Regions from separate parts of the Mus musculus genome. Here regions 1, 3, 4 and 5 are each linked to region 2. Evidence: chromatin contacts called from public HiChIP or PLAC-seq data. All regions are on one chromosome and are shown on one strand. Each heading gives the region's core, a stretch centred on a gene start, on an enhancer-like site or on the middle of the called end of the contact. The rest is flanking DNA. Distances are from core to core; before and after follow the strand shown.

What was found. HiChIP or PLAC-seq counts read pairs in DNA pulled down with a chosen protein or histone mark.
Region 1: a contact with region 2 is called in an HNF4G HiChIP or PLAC-seq map of pancreatic cancer cells. The contact joins the enhancer-like site here to the promoter of Atxn10 in region 2. A contact is called at or near these places in 3 of 115 datasets of contacts at active chromatin or transcription factors (embryonic forebrain, embryonic stem cells and pancreatic cancer cells) and 2 of 9 other capture datasets (embryonic stem cells and liver).
Region 3: a contact with region 2 is called in an H3K4me3 HiChIP or PLAC-seq map of embryonic forebrain, with 6 times the contacts expected there. The contact joins the promoter of Wnt7b here to the promoter of Atxn10 in region 2. A contact is called at or near these places in 14 of 39 promoter capture datasets (the C10 cell line, the HPC-7 cell line, Sertoli cells and 9 more), 5 of 15 datasets of contacts at CTCF or cohesin (the NIH/3T3 cell line, embryonic stem cells, large pre-B cells and 1 more), 86 of 484 Hi-C or Micro-C datasets (8-cell embryo, the AML12 cell line, B cells and 44 more), 40 of 115 datasets of contacts at active chromatin or transcription factors (SST interneurons, bone marrow-derived dendritic cells, bone marrow-derived macrophages and 22 more) and 4 of 9 other capture datasets (adipose tissue, embryonic stem cells, liver and 1 more).
Region 4: a contact with region 2 is called in an H3K4me3 HiChIP or PLAC-seq map of embryonic stem cells, with 14 read pairs. The contact joins the promoter of Fbln1 here to the promoter of Atxn10 in region 2. A contact is called at or near these places in 3 of 484 Hi-C or Micro-C datasets (embryonic stem cells and nephron progenitors), 1 of 115 datasets of contacts at active chromatin or transcription factors (embryonic stem cells) and 1 of 9 other capture datasets (pancreatic islet).
Region 5: an H3K27ac HiChIP or PLAC-seq map of extraembryonic endoderm stem cells shows a contact between it and region 2. The contact joins the enhancer-like site here to the promoter of Atxn10 in region 2. A contact is called at or near these places in 11 of 115 datasets of contacts at active chromatin or transcription factors (embryonic basal ganglia, embryonic forebrain, embryonic hindbrain and 7 more).

Annotation. Positions count from the first base shown.
Region 1 is chr15:85,522,228-85,524,927 of GRCm38.p6, forward strand. No RefSeq gene overlaps it. Among named protein-coding and RNA genes, the nearest start is that of 7530416G11Rik, 20 kb to the left of the region's middle. Within about 2 kb of position 1,329, at least 113 of the 459 cell types and tissues checked have an H3K27ac peak or open chromatin away from gene starts, as enhancers often do. A contact at or near this core is called in pancreatic cancer cells, where this site is marked.
Region 2 is chr15:85,334,951-85,337,650 of GRCm38.p6, forward strand. Atxn10 (ataxin 10) reads left to right here and starts at 1,305. Exons shown (of 12, transcript NM_016843.4): 1 at 1,305-1,630. The coding sequence starts at 1,515.
Region 3 is chr15:85,580,428-85,583,127 of GRCm38.p6, forward strand. Wnt7b (wingless-type MMTV integration site family, member 7B) reads right to left here and starts at 1,394. Exons shown (of 4, transcript NM_009528.3): 1 at 953-1,394. The coding sequence starts at 1,023. AU022754 (expressed sequence AU022754) reads left to right here and starts at 715. Exons shown (of 5, transcript NR_040433.1): 1 at 715-990; 2 at 1,823-2,700.
Region 4 is chr15:85,204,570-85,207,269 of GRCm38.p6, forward strand. It overlaps Fbln1 (fibulin 1), which reads left to right and starts at 1,439. Exons shown (of 17, transcript NM_010180.2): 1 at 1,439-1,643. The coding sequence starts at 1,565.
Region 5 is chr15:85,544,093-85,546,792 of GRCm38.p6, forward strand. All of the region lies in intron 2 of Wnt7b (wingless-type MMTV integration site family, member 7B), which reads right to left. Among named protein-coding and RNA genes, the nearest start is that of AU022754, 36 kb to the right of the region's middle. Within about 2 kb of position 1,314, at least 21 of the 459 cell types and tissues checked have an H3K27ac peak or open chromatin away from gene starts, as enhancers often do. A contact at or near this core is called in extraembryonic endoderm stem cells, pancreatic cancer cells and trophoblast stem cells, where this site is marked.

The sequences.
Region 1 (2,700 bases), core at 79-2,578, 190 kb after region 2:
CCCTGAAGCCCTGGAGCCTAGAAAGGATGTTGGGGAGTTCAAGGATGCAGGGAGCTGTAGGTAGAGTCCCTCCAACTATAGTTTTCAAAAAATGATGTTGGCTATTTCTCATCGTTAGCATAAGTGTCTCATAAGATTTGCTGGAAGCCAGTGGCAGTGGTGTTAGTGCATGCCTTTAATCCCAGCACTGGGGAGATGCTGGGGTTCCATAGAGGAACCCTGTCTCAAAAAACAAACAAACAAACAAACAAACAAACAAAAAACAGACTTGCTAGAAAGACTGGAGCAGAAGACATTAAGAACAGGGGAAGGGGGCGGGGGAGAGAGGCTGGGGGTATTCTGAGACTCTGCACTTTCTTTTCAGTAAACCCAAAATTACTCTAAAGAGAAGTTGGAGGCTGGAGAGGTGGCTCGGTGGTTAAGAGCACTGACTGCTCTTCCAGAGGTCCTCGGTTCAATTCCCAGCAACCACATGGAGGCTCACAACCATCTGTAGTGGGATCCGATGCCCTCTTCTGGTATGGCAGGAGACAATGGCAATGTACTCATAAAAATAAAAATAAATGAGAGGAGAGAGAGAGAGAGAGATTGGTTTTAAAAAGTAAAAAAAAAAAAAAAAAAAAAAAAAAGCCTGAGATTGGTCCACACAGGGAAGCACCCGGTGAGCGACACTGACAGGCAGCAGCAGAGGGCAGATCTTTCTTGTCAGGGGTGTAGCCTCAAGGGATCAGTGGCCAGGACATGTACAGGCTTTGGGTGCCATTCCCCTTCTGGGTGGGTGGTAACACAGACGATACAGTTTTGAAGTCTCGTTGGGTTGTTCATTTCTGCTAGACTTCCCCTGTGGGTTCCATGTCGTTAGAAACCTCCAGAAAAAATAGGTTGGTGGAAGGAAACTGGAGATCTCCGACAGGAGAGGATGGCTCATCTTGTGCTCGCCGTGTCTGTGTATTTCTCAATGGAGAGGACTTTGTCCCCCACTGCTGAGGTCCGACTCTGGCCTCATTTACAAGCTGGGTCCTGAATCTGTCTGGGGGGAGGGGTCAGCAGCCCTCCAAGGATGGATCACAGTGTCTTTGGAAGGTTGCCTTCTGATTCAAGAAACACCCCCTCCACACAGTCTCAAGCCCTGCCCAGAAACCAGCGAGATGTAGTCCCTGCCATACACAAAGTTAATGGGCTCAGCCGCTAGGGGGGTCAGGGGCAGATACCTGAATCCTCCGTAAACACTTCTTCCGGGCAGCTTTGAGCTCCCCGGGGCATGCTCTAACCCTCCCTGATGGTGACAGGGCTGGGGCTGGGCCAGGCCAGGGCAGAGCCGGTGACATCATGAAAAGAGCTTTGCCAGTACTTTCCCGACCTCGGAAACCCCAGCATCCCGCTCCAGGAACTGGCCTGCGGCACCGGCTTTGGCTGGCTGCCCCAGGAGTGTGGCAGGGAGGCCCGGAGGCCCCCCTGCTGCAGAGTCTGCTCCTAAGGTCCCTTTCCTTCCAGGGCCTTCCAGGGATCCTGGGCCAGTGTGAGAACCAGCAGGGTCAGCTCCTCCACCCCACCCCTGCCCTCTCCTTTACTGCAAGAAAAATAAACAGCTGTCCTGCTTCTGAGACTGGAAACCCCACCACAGTGTGGCCTCTGCTGAGCCCAGCTGTGGGCTGACTCACAGCCTGCCCTGGGTGGGGGCAGCGCTCAGGGCCCAGAGCTGCCCCAGGAACCCCTCAGAGACCTTGGGCCAGGCCCATGCCTCTCTGAGCCCCACCAGCTTGCCTATGCCTGGCGGGCAGGAGGAAGTGTCCATTCCAGGACACCTGGGCTGAACCACACACATCTTGGATTCCCTCCAGCCAGCCCCTGACCGCGTCTCTCTCCAGTGGCATCCTGAGATCAATCCAAAGGCCAGCACTACACCTCTAACTGACTATGGTGTGGTCAGGAAGGAAAGCTGGAAGAAGAGCGTTGGTGTGGTTTGGGGTCTTCTGAAGGCCACAGCCAGGCCTCGCATGGGGCAGGAAAACAAATGACTGCTAACAAGGGTGGGAATGGGGCCAGAGGTCTTACGAGCCCTTGACCATCCACCATTAGGGTCATGCCCTCTATACCATCATTGCGCTAGTCACCAGTTCTTCTCCATCCTTTCTTCCTGTCTCCTTCCCTCTTCTCCACCTATATCCTTCAGTCTCTCCAGTTAGCAAGACGCAATGGCAGCTTGCAGCACCCAGTAACCATGAGGGAGGCAACTCTTGACCCTCAACTCAGTGTCAGCCAACCCATGTGCCTGCGGTGGGAGACAGGGGAGGGGCTTCTGTTCTGCCAGAAGACAGGGGTGACAGAGTGCCAGCCTAGGACTGTGTGCCTCCTTGGGACAATGCTGTTACTCCTGTCCTGGGAGGGGTGTGGAGTGTGGGGAGTGCCAGGGCTCCCCAGCCGATGGAGGGGCTGGAGGCTTAGCAGAGGGCCTGGTGGGGCAGGGGCCCAAGCAGAGGATGACCGAAGCCCCGCTGGGTTCCCACGCTGGACAGCAAGGCAGGTGTGGCCTTGGGGTCAGCGAACGGCAGGAGGCTCTGGAAAGCCCGGTGTCTGGCCTGGCGGGCAGGAACGTCAACCAATTAACCTGTAATCGCCCAGGGAGAAGCTAAGAGGATTTGCCTTTGTCCAGCTAATTATTCTGCACCAACACTTTCCCTTTCCTGGGAGCTCAAGCCC
Region 2 (2,700 bases), core at 55-2,554:
CCATGCTGATAATGGACTGAACCTCTGAAACTGTGTGAATTAATCCCAAATAAATAATTTCTTTGTAAGAGTTGCCTTGGTCATGGTGTCTCTTCACAGTAATAAAAATCTAGGATACCTACATACACATGTTGGGAAATAAACTCAGGTCTCCTGGAAGATAGAGTACTCTTAATGTCTGAGCAAGCTCTTCAGCCCCAATATGGGGATATTCCTGATAAGCACCCACTCTCTTCCCCGGGTCCCCTATAGTATTAATTGACAAGGTTCTAGAATCACCAGAGACAACCCTCTGGGCATGTTTGTGAAGAACTGTCTAGATGAGGTTAGTGTGTGGAAATCTGCCCCCAGTGTGGGTGATAGCATTCCATGGTCTAGATTAAAAAAAAAAAAAGTCAAAGCCAGCTGTCTGTTTTCTGGCTTAATAGATGCAATGTGACAAGCTGCCTAAAGCCCTGTGTCACAAGTCCCCACCACGTGGGCCTGTACTCTCAACCTGTGAGCCAAAAGAAACCTATCCTTTGTAAAATTGCTTCTATCACATATTTTGATATTGCAACAAGAAAGGAATACACCTCTTAGGGAGGTACTTCTTCTCAGCCTTCTCTCTGTGGGAAGCCTCCTTCCTGGAGTCTTGGGAAAGACTTCTTTCCCAAGGGGGCATTTTTGATCAGCGTCCCCTTCCCATGAGGAGCCTCTATCCAAGGTCTTCCTCCATGGCTTGAGGTATCCAGCATCTTTTCCCTATGTGGGAATCTCCGATTCAGGTCTCCCTCAGTGGAACACCTCAACCTCGCATTCCCTCCCCTGGAGTCTCCATTTCAGGTTTTCCTGCAATAGAACTGGTTGGCCTAGCAACACATGCCCTGAGGGTAAGTCTCCTCTGCAGGTCCCCTCCCATGGTGACACCTCTGGCCTGTATCCCTGCTCTTCCTCTCAGGGGCCTCCTTTCCAGGTCTCCTTAGGGACAACATCCATTATTCTGGGGGCGCTGCTTCGGCCTGGTATCTCTTCCCCAGAGGGAAACCTCTGCATGAGTGGACCCCCACCAATGGTGGCCCTTGCTCATGGAAAGCATCTGTCCCTGATAAGACACTCATTCTCTAGGACACTCTACAGGCCACCCCCCCCCCCCCACCCCGACCCCTTCATCTCAGTATTCTGTCCTCTGACGGGGTCTTTACTCCACGTCTCCCCACCGTGGGGACCGAAGACCTCCCCCATCCCACCCTACGCAGGAGCAGGACTTCCGCTGCGCCCCCTCCCCTCAGGCGGGACTTCCGCCCCGCCCCCTCCCCCTCCCCCTGCCGCGTCGCCTTGTCCTCTTCGCCTGAGGCAAGCCAGCTAGTCTCGCGCTCTCTGCCTTGCAGCACCACGGGATCTGGGTGACGCGGGCTGCGGAAGCCAGAGCCGTGCAGACCGCGTCTCCATCTCCTCGCCTGTCGTCTGTCTCCCCCACTTCTCTTCGCTCTGCTCTCCGCCTGGTCAGGCTCGGCCCCAGAGCGAGTGGCAAGATGGCGGCGCCCAGGATGCCACCCTCCCGGCTGTCGGGCATCATGGTGCCCGCACCCATCCAGGACCTGGAGGCCTTGCGCGCGCTCACGGCGCTCTTCAAGGAGCAGCGTAACCGGTAACTGCGCGGGGGCTGCCACCTAGGAAGGAGGAAGAGGAACCATGGAGGGCTCTGGGCTGGGCTGGGCTTGACTGGGCTGGGCTGGGCAGCGGCGAGCGAGGCGGGGCGGCGGGCTCCATCAGCTCGGCCCACGCTCAGGTTGTGGCTCTGTGGCGCTCGCCTAGGCCTGCTCTGGGACGAGGGTTTGGCCAGGCTCTAAGAGGGGCAGACGATGGCGACACTGGTCCCCAAGCCGGCGGCGGGGAAGCTGTTGGTTCGGCTCCTCTGGCGGGGCCCTGAGGGCGGTGGCCAGGGAAGGGAGGCGTGTTCGGGCTCGCTTCTCCCTCTGGGTTAGAGGGCGTTCTGTCCAGGAGCCTGCAGAGCTGGCCTGGCTTCGTGACATCTGCTCAGCATCGCCTCTAACCCTTCTGTTTCTAGCCTTACAAAATGGGAGCTGTGGTGCGTTGTTTTCAGTGCTGAGATGAAATAAACGTGTTTAAACAGAAGTGTGCGAGGCTGTCAGTTCCTGATGGATTTTTGTGGTATGGTTTGCGCTGCAGTTTCCTTGTCTGTTTAATGGAAACAAGGTTCGCTGGGACCTCCTTGGTTGAGTTGACAGTGAGGGTTTAATGAGACGATGCGTGTTACATCCTTAGGCCATGCCTGACACTTAGTACTAAACACCATTGGTGTTTTCTCTTAACAGTAATGGTCTCCCCTGGACCAAGTCTTGGGAGAGGACCCGGAGCCCTTGGTCTCTCCTGTAGAGAGATAACAAGCAGGCCTAGAGTGTGGACAAAGGGCAGAGAACGCGGTGGGGGTGGGGGTGGGGGAAGCACGTAGGCTCAGTGGTCACAGGAACGTTTTCTAAAAATAGGTAGCCGCCAGACATGTCACGTGGCTCAGCCCTGCAGTTCCAGCATTCAGGAAGCAGAGGCAGGTGGATCTCTTGAGTTTGAGGCTGGACCAGTCAGCATTGTGACATCCTCTGTATCTCAAAAACAAATAAACCCGGGCTGGAGAGATGGCTCAGCAGGTAAGAGCACCGACTGCTCTTCCAAAGGTCATGAGTTCAAATCCCAGCAACC
Region 3 (2,700 bases), core at 144-2,643, 250 kb after region 2:
GTAGGATCGCCGGGCAAGGCGGGCACAGATGTCCGCAGGTGCTCCGAGTGGGGGTGGGGGTCTGGTCCCGGCCGGCCCGCCAAGAGTGACTAACGCCCGCGAGGTGCGGTGCGCTCCGTTCGGTCACACTGCCCCTCCACCCCCAATCCGGGGAGGCCGAGACAGATTCCGTCTAAAGGAGATCGCGGCTCAACAGGTAAGGACTCGGCTGGGTTCAGGAATGTGGAAATACGACTCGGAGCAGCTACGGCGGCGAGCAGCGAGCGCGGCCCGCCTGGAGCCCGCCCGGCCGGCCGCGCCAGGGGGAGCTCGGTGAGAGGGGGCCGGGCGCAAGGCCCCGGGCGGGCGGGGGCGCGGGCCCGGGACGGAGCCCGAGGCTGCTGCGCCAGCCCCACGGCCCATCCCGAGCCAGCCGGACGAGTTGTCAAGGTAATTTCAACATGTCCGGGTGATGGATAGAGACGAAGGGCCGCGGCGGGTGCAAGGCCTGCGCGCTCGCGGCGAGTGCGCGCCCCGATCTCCCCCGCCGGGGATGCCCCACGCACCCCCCCCCCGGCCCGGCGCGCCCTCCCGGCGGCTAGCGCTCGGCCCGGGCTCGGCGCCCAGCGCAGCCCGGGGGAGGGAAGGCGCGTCCCACCCCCGGGGCCTGGAGCCCAAACAGGTGAAAGTACGCGCCCGGCACGCTCGCCGCTACCCGCGAGCCCCGCTGCGGCCGTCCGCGGACCGCGCTGTCCCTGCTGCGTATTGGCTCCGCGCCCCTCCGGAGGATCTCTGGCTCCGGGGGGGCTCGGTTGAGTCTCAACGAGGCTGGGTTGAGGGCCGGAGATACCAGCCAGCCTGGCCACTTCAAGAAACGCCCTCCCCCACCAACTCCTATCCCCAGGTCCGCTGGAGGAGGCTCTGGTGGCTGCCGGCTCCCCGTCTGCAGCCCCCCGCCCAGAGAAATACTCACCCGAGCTTCACGTAGAGGACGCCAAAGCAGAGAAACACGTAAAAGATCCACTTTCGAAAGTTTCTGTGCATGATCCAGGGAGGGGGGCTGCGCCATAGACAGCTGCGGCCGGAGGGGACGCGCGGGTGGGCAGGGGCCGGGCAGGAGCCAGGGAGCTGCGGTAGGACCACGCTCAGCCGGCGCTTCGGCTCGGGAGGCGGGCGACGCGTGGGCACCCGGCACGCGTTGCCACCATGGTGAGCCCAGGGCGCCGCAGCCGCCGCGTGCGCCCGGGGGAGTGACCCGGGCGGGGAACCGCGACCTCGGAGCCCAGCGGAGTGACCGTGGGACTCTGCGAGCGCAGGCCGGGGCCAGGAGCAGCGGGCGGGCGCTGCCTCCACTGGGCTTAGCCGCCTGGGGCCGTGCGCGCCTCGCGGTGCGCCGGGGCGGCCAATGTGTCCGCACTTGTCCGCCTCCCCAGGTGACTCGCGGCCCCGGCAAGCGAGCCGCGAGCAGGCGAGCGCGCCCCAGGTAGGAGGATCCGCCTCCCGCCCGCCCTCCTCGCTCGCAGCGCGCTCTCTCGCGCGCGCTCCCTGGCTCTCCCCTCCCTTTTCTCCTCCCTCCCCCGTGACACACGAACGCATCTAACCCCTCGCCCCCCCTCCCCAGGCCAGCTCCCTTCCGATCGCCCTCCCAGGACTGCGTGGGAAGAGGGGAGGGAGGGGAGAGGGTGCGGCTCCAAAGAGACACCTGCGCTCCTCAGAGACAGTGAAGGTGGGGGTAGGGGCGGGGGCTAAGAAACTACCCGCTCAGGGCTTGGTGGTCACTTGGTTTCCAGTTTCTAGTTAAAGAGAGAGAGACCACCCACCACCATCTCCTTTCTATGTGCAGACATCTTTCCCCTAGACGTTACCTACGTGGGTGCTTCCAGGGCCACAACTCCGGATCAGGCATTGTTACCTGCCCAACAAACTCGGGGAAAACTCGTTCCAGTGCCCGGCACTGCAGAGCGCAAGCAGAGCGTGGGACTTGAGACTGGTAGACACACCAGCCTGCCCAGCATTAAAAGTGGCACCATGACAGAGAGACTCAGAAAGGCATCCTTGGAGAGTCCCAGTCTGAGGATTCTGTCTCACTCTGCAGGCCTGTCCGATGCGGGCGGGTGTCAGATCTGATTCTTGTTGAACCGCTAAAGTGGGAAGTCAGACTGGCCTAGGTGCCTGGCACATCCTGTGGTGTGTCTCGCTTGATCCTATCCTGGATAAATGGGTGACAGGGACACTGCCTGTCACAGCTAGGTCTGTCTTAGCACAGCGGACCAGCTAGTAACCAGACACATGGTGGGTGGGTGGGGGGTGTGTGCCAGGTTTTCAAGCGTCTACAGCCCCGGACAGCAGCATCAAATGGCGCCCTTATGACAAGGGGATGAACTCGGAGGGCGCTCGTCTTTAAACTGGCCAACACCCAATTGCCTGGTGTGGAAATGAGGAGGGGTATGAGGGGGCGCTGTCCTCAGCCCGGAACCTCGAGCTCAAAAGCTACCGTCCCTGCCCCTAATCCCCTCTTAATCTCTCCAAATCCTCTGAACTTTTGCCACGACCCGACCCGGGAGAGAGAGAGTCGCTCCTGAACCCCAGGTCCAGAAGCCGGCAGGTGCAGCTGTGCAGATCGTTTTGAGTTGGAGGACTCTTTAGAAAGGAGAATTTGGACATCACAAGCAGGGAAACTAAGGCACAGATGTCAAACGGTAGTTGCAGTCCCACACCACT
Region 4 (2,700 bases), core at 189-2,688, 130 kb before region 2:
CTCTTGTACTCACTATGTAGCTGAGGGGATGGCCGTAAGCTTCTGAGCCTCGGGCTCTCATCTCTTGACTGCTGGAATGATAGCTTTTGCCAGGACACCTGCTTTATGTGCGGTTGGGGATCTGACTCGGTGCTTTGCACATGCTCAGAGAGCATTCTACAACCTGGATTGCGCTTGAGCTGTGCCTCACTTCTGGGAGGCCTCCTGAACTGAACTCAGTCAGCAGGCTCTTCCTCCAGCCTCCCTGGTCTCTCTGCAAACCTCTGGCTTCTCGCATCTTTTGAAAGGAGGTTTCACTTAAAGATAGCTAAACACAGTGGTGCACGCCTGTAGACTGAGCTACTTAGGAGGAGCTACCTAGGAGGAAGTGGGGGGTCACTGGAGTCCAGGAGGTCAAGGCTAGCCTGGGCAACAGAGCATGATGCCCCCTTCTCGAATTAAAACAGAAGGGCATATTTCGTAAATGAACACCCTGGTAAGTTTCCACACGCTGACTATGTTAAGGGACCTACTCCTCAGCTGCTGCCGCTGCCTCTACTCTGCCCAGGAACACCAGTCTCCTAACCTCTGACCCGCTCTGTCCTTTCTACAAGGAGACCTACACAGCCAAAGTTCATCTGTGGTTGGTCCCACTCTGCACCTTCCGAGTTTAAGGTCCTAGTGTGTGATTACGCCCCTGAGTATTCATTCACTGTGGAGGATGTTGGATGACTCCCACTGGACATTATGGACGGTCTATCTAGCGCTAGTCTGTTTGCAGATATGCACAATTATTCCAGCGGAGCCTAATCCCTGCGTTTGAATTGCTTGTCCCACGCAATCAGCTAACTGGGGTCCTATGGTCCTCCAAATTTACCTGTAGTGGGTTTGTTTTTACTTTAATCTTGTTGTTTGTATTTCCGGACAGTGTTTGTCTGTGTATCCCTGGCTGTCCTGGAACTCGATCTACAGAACTAGCTCAGGAGATTTTCCTGCCTCTGCCTTTGGAGTGTTGGGCGTGTGCCATCACATCCAGTTGAAAGTCTAAATTTTTTTGCATTTATTTATATTACATGAATGCTGGAAATTTGAGCTCAGGTCCTCTTGTCTTCACAGCAAGTGTCTTATCCACTGAGCCATCGAGCGAGCCATTTTCCCAGCTTTTAAAAAAAAAATTTTATTGTTCTTTTTTTTTTTTTTAAATAAATCAGAGAGTCCTCTAAACTGTCTGGCGGCTGCCAGGGAGTCTACACAAGCAGGCTTCTGCTGGTCTAGCCTACGGCTGCCCGCTATCCTGACAATTTAGGTTAGACACTTTTCACGTGACTTTCTGCCTGTAGGTGGGTGGCACGTCTCTGAGCTTTGCGCTCTGCCTGCATCCCCGCAGGAGAGTCTGGGTGGCGGCGTGCTCCAGCTGCGCAGTGCTGAAGGGAGGGTCCCCGCGGGCCCCGCCCCCGCCGCGCCTCCTCCGGGCGGGATAATTGAACGCGGCGCGCAGGAGCCTCGCGTTGGCTGCCCAGGCCTGGCTCGAGCGTGTAGCCGCTGCCCGCCGTGCCTTTGTCCGCCGCCGGAGCCCGCCAGCCCCATGGAGCGCCCCGTGCCGTCGCGCCTCGTCCCGCTGCCGCTGCTGCTGCTCAGCAGCCTCTCGCTGCTGGCAGCCCGAGGTAGGGGAGCCCCGGGCCCACGGCCCCGCACTAGGTCCCCACCCAGGCCCCAAGCTCCCTGGAAGTTTGCAGCCCCCGATGCTCCGGAGCGCGCGCTGCACCCAGGGGTCATCGCACGGTCCCCAGAGCTGCGTGGAATCCAGGCCCACGACCCCCCCCCCCCAATACTTCCGGCTCGGCTCCAATGCCCTCCTCACTAGGGGGACTTGCTTTAAATCTTTAACCTTCCAAACAGATCCTCCTGCGGGTTCACGAAGCCGGGTCCTCTGTTGGTGAAGGCAGATCGCCTGCTGGGCCGTGGGGGTGGGAAGTGCTCTGTACTGGAAGTAACTTTAGTGCATCTTTTAAACCGCCTCCAACCCCTACCCTCGGGGGTGGGGGTGGGAGGTGGGTGCGGGAGGAACTACTGCACCCATTTTGCCCCTGAACAAACTGAGACAGGAAGACAGAGATGGGGGCAGAAAGAAAACAGAAAATAGAGAAACATCCCAGAGGTTTGGGAGCTGGCCACCTCTTCCCTGCTGGTTCACCGTAGTAGCAGATTAGTGGCCCAGAATCACGTCCCCAGTACAGGAAACTTAGAATGGAGTAGGGTCCACCTAGGCTGTACTTTTCTCAGTCCAAAAGCTGCAAGGCCTGACGCAAGCACTTTACCTGTCTATCAGAGAAGCAATGGGGTTGTAAATCTATGACCTTTAACCTCTTGTGATTAAGGGGTTCTCAGAGCCAAGCCTGGCCCTCCTGGAGTCTTTGTTTCTGCAGGGGGCCCTAGATCCACACCACCTTCTTGATCTCTTATTCTTTATTCCTGGGTTAGCTTAGTTTCTTTTGAACTCTCTGACCCTTTTAGTCAAAAGGTCACTGGTTGTGATAACTAACGACTGGGAGGAGTCTTAGAGAGAGGCAGAGGGGAGGGAGAAGGGGCTGGCTGGTCCTGAATCCTGGAGGAGTTCTGGCTGTTCCGGGCACTGGCTACAGCCTTGGCACATCTTGGGTCACTTCTCAGTGTAGGAGACAGGGTGGGTAGGCTCATAGGCCTGAGTTGGTGCCAAGAGCT
Region 5 (2,700 bases), core at 64-2,563, 210 kb after region 2:
CAGTACGGTCATTTGTGTCTGCAGTGACCTGCCAGCTCACACCACTGACCACTGTCCTCTAATGTCTCCCTGTTCTTAAAGGAGAGGTCATTTGTCTTTTGGGCAGAAGGTGGTATTCTGGACCAGGAGGAAGTACAGTCTCTGTCCTTAGTTGGGTCTCTCCCTCTCCCTCTCCCTCTCCCTCTCCCTATCCCTCTACCTCTCCCTCCCCCCTCTCTCTCCTTGGGCTCCCAGGTCTCCCCTTCCAGCCACCACCTGGGTCTTTCCAAGGGTGGTCTAGGCTGGACGTCTCTCCACAGCAGAGTCAAGCCTATGACCTAGAGCTAGAAAGGGAAGCCACTCTCCACCCACCCCATCTCACCCCTGCTGACACCTGCCTGACTTCCTCAGCCTTCTCCCCATCCTCTGTCAGAGATGATGACTCAAACCTGGGTGTGGCTCGCACCCCCTCAGGTGTACTGGTCTCTGGGGGTAGGATTCCATTCCCCTCTTGAGGCCTGGCCCTAATGCCTGCTCTCTTAGGTAGGCTTCTTAGGATAAAGCCCTCACTGCTCTGATAAGGACCCTGTCTGCCAGCCAGTTTAGCCCCTGTCCCTGGATCCTTGTAGGTCCAAAGGCCTCTGAAGAGGGTGAGACCTGCTCGGTTTTCTTATCTTCCACAGCCCCAGGCTGCAAGCCTTCCATCTCCGACTCATTACTCCGGTTTCTCCCTGTTTCCTTCAGGGCTCCAGCTCATGGCAGTGTGTGGTTACCCAGCAGGCTCATGAAGGCCACCTCAGGAACCCAGGGTGAACCTCAGTGAGGAGTGCCTCCCTACCACCTCATCTATGGACAGCAGGGCCTATGGTCAGATATGGTCAGCGAGGGTGGTAGAAAACAAGGCCCAGCCTTAGCAAGGCCTCATGGCAGCACCTGCCTGTCCCAGCCTGTCCTGGGTACCCGGTTGCAGTCTCTACTATCTGAGGCTGTGTCTGCTGTGACCCACCACTACAAAATGGGTCAGAGTCAAGCCAGGTCCATAAACCACATTAAGAGCCATCTCTATGCCCACCTATCTACCCACCAAGCCATACCAGAAGGTGTCTTCCTTCCCACGGGGGAAGGAAGTGATCACTGGGGGACCCTCTTCCCTCAGATAAGGACAATTGTCTCAAGCATATAGCAGCCTCTGCTTTGCCCTTCTGGGCCACCCCTACCCCCACCAGAACCTCTCTTGCCAGAATACATTTCCAGGGTCTGTGGGCTCTGAGCTCCACTTATCACACGAGATAGGAGAGAATGGAGATAGCCCCTAAGCCAAATGGACTCTGCACAGTCCTGTGTGGCCAGTATTGTTTTCAGAGGACCCAGAGCTGCCTTGTCCCTGTCCTGGGAGAGGCTGGACAGGAGCCCTGGATAAAGCAGAGACTGGGCAGGTGCAGGAATCCACGTTCCTGGGTCTAAATTAGGTCACCAAGACCCTTAGGGAAGCTGGCAAATTCTCTTTCCCCTCTGCTCAGACCTGGCAAAGTCGGCTGACCGGCTGTTGAGGGGTGATGGAAGTGGCCACCCCAGGGAGGAATTCTGTAAGTTCTGTGTGGAGTATAAGACTCAGGACCCCAGAGGCCATCCTAACCTGTTCCTGTGGAAGGCTCCGTGGTAGAAGGGACATCTTGAATGCAGGAAGCATAGTCCGTCTCCTGGTGTGTGTTGAGGTAGTGTGTGGAGATATGTGCTGCTATCAGGGGCTTGGGCAGTTCTGTATGTGATATGGGTGGGTCTGTGAGGTGTGGTGTGCATGCTGTGTTGGGGAGGGGGGCGGGGTGTGCACAACTTTCTAAGGAGCGCAGTGGCTGGCAGGACACCACAAGACCACAGCAGAGTTCCCTGTGACCACCCAGGAGACAGGATTCTGAACCTTTCAAAAGCAGCCCAGCCACCTCGTCACGGCTATCATTCCTGCTCGTCCACCATGCACCTGGCTCCTTTCTGACCATCCCGTTCTTACAGGATGCTCATGACGATGAGATGAGGCAGGCTTTACTCCCATTTTCCAGAGGAGACTGAGGCATGAGGAGGGTTTAACACTGGGCATTAAGGCTGAGGTGGGATTTGAACCTGGTCATGGTGCAAAGCCTAAGAAGGCCGGTAAGGGGCTGAGGGCCCAAACCTAGGTCTCTGGGACCCATTCTGTTTCCCAGTTTGGCTGATACACAGCCTGTAGCTGTGGGAGTGGAAACAAGAATGGAGAGACTCTCAGCACCCAGGGGAAGTGCCTTTGGTTGAGGTGAGGGTCTTTAGGGTACGGGTAGGGGGTTAGACAGCGGCTAATTCCTGTAATCCCTGGATGAGGGGGTCTATGGAGGTCAGCCTAATTTCCTAGTGAGCACAGGTTGCAAGCACCAGTGCAGGGGTCTAGAACATTACAATGATCCTGCAATTCTGCAATAGGAACAGAAAGCTGTGGTGTCACCTACCACCACCACCACCACCACCACCACCCAGGCCAAGGCAGCCACTGGACACTGTTTAACCTCTTTCAGTCGGATCAAGAAACCTATCTTGAAGCCCCAGGCAAGCAGACAGGTGTCCTGGCTGGCAGGTGTGTTTCGGGACAACCCAAGGCATCCCTCGTGTGTCCCTCTTAGGCCTCAGCTCTCACCTGCTTCTGCCCATACTTGCTCTGACTCAGCAGTTACTCATCAGGCTGCCGCTCCTGCT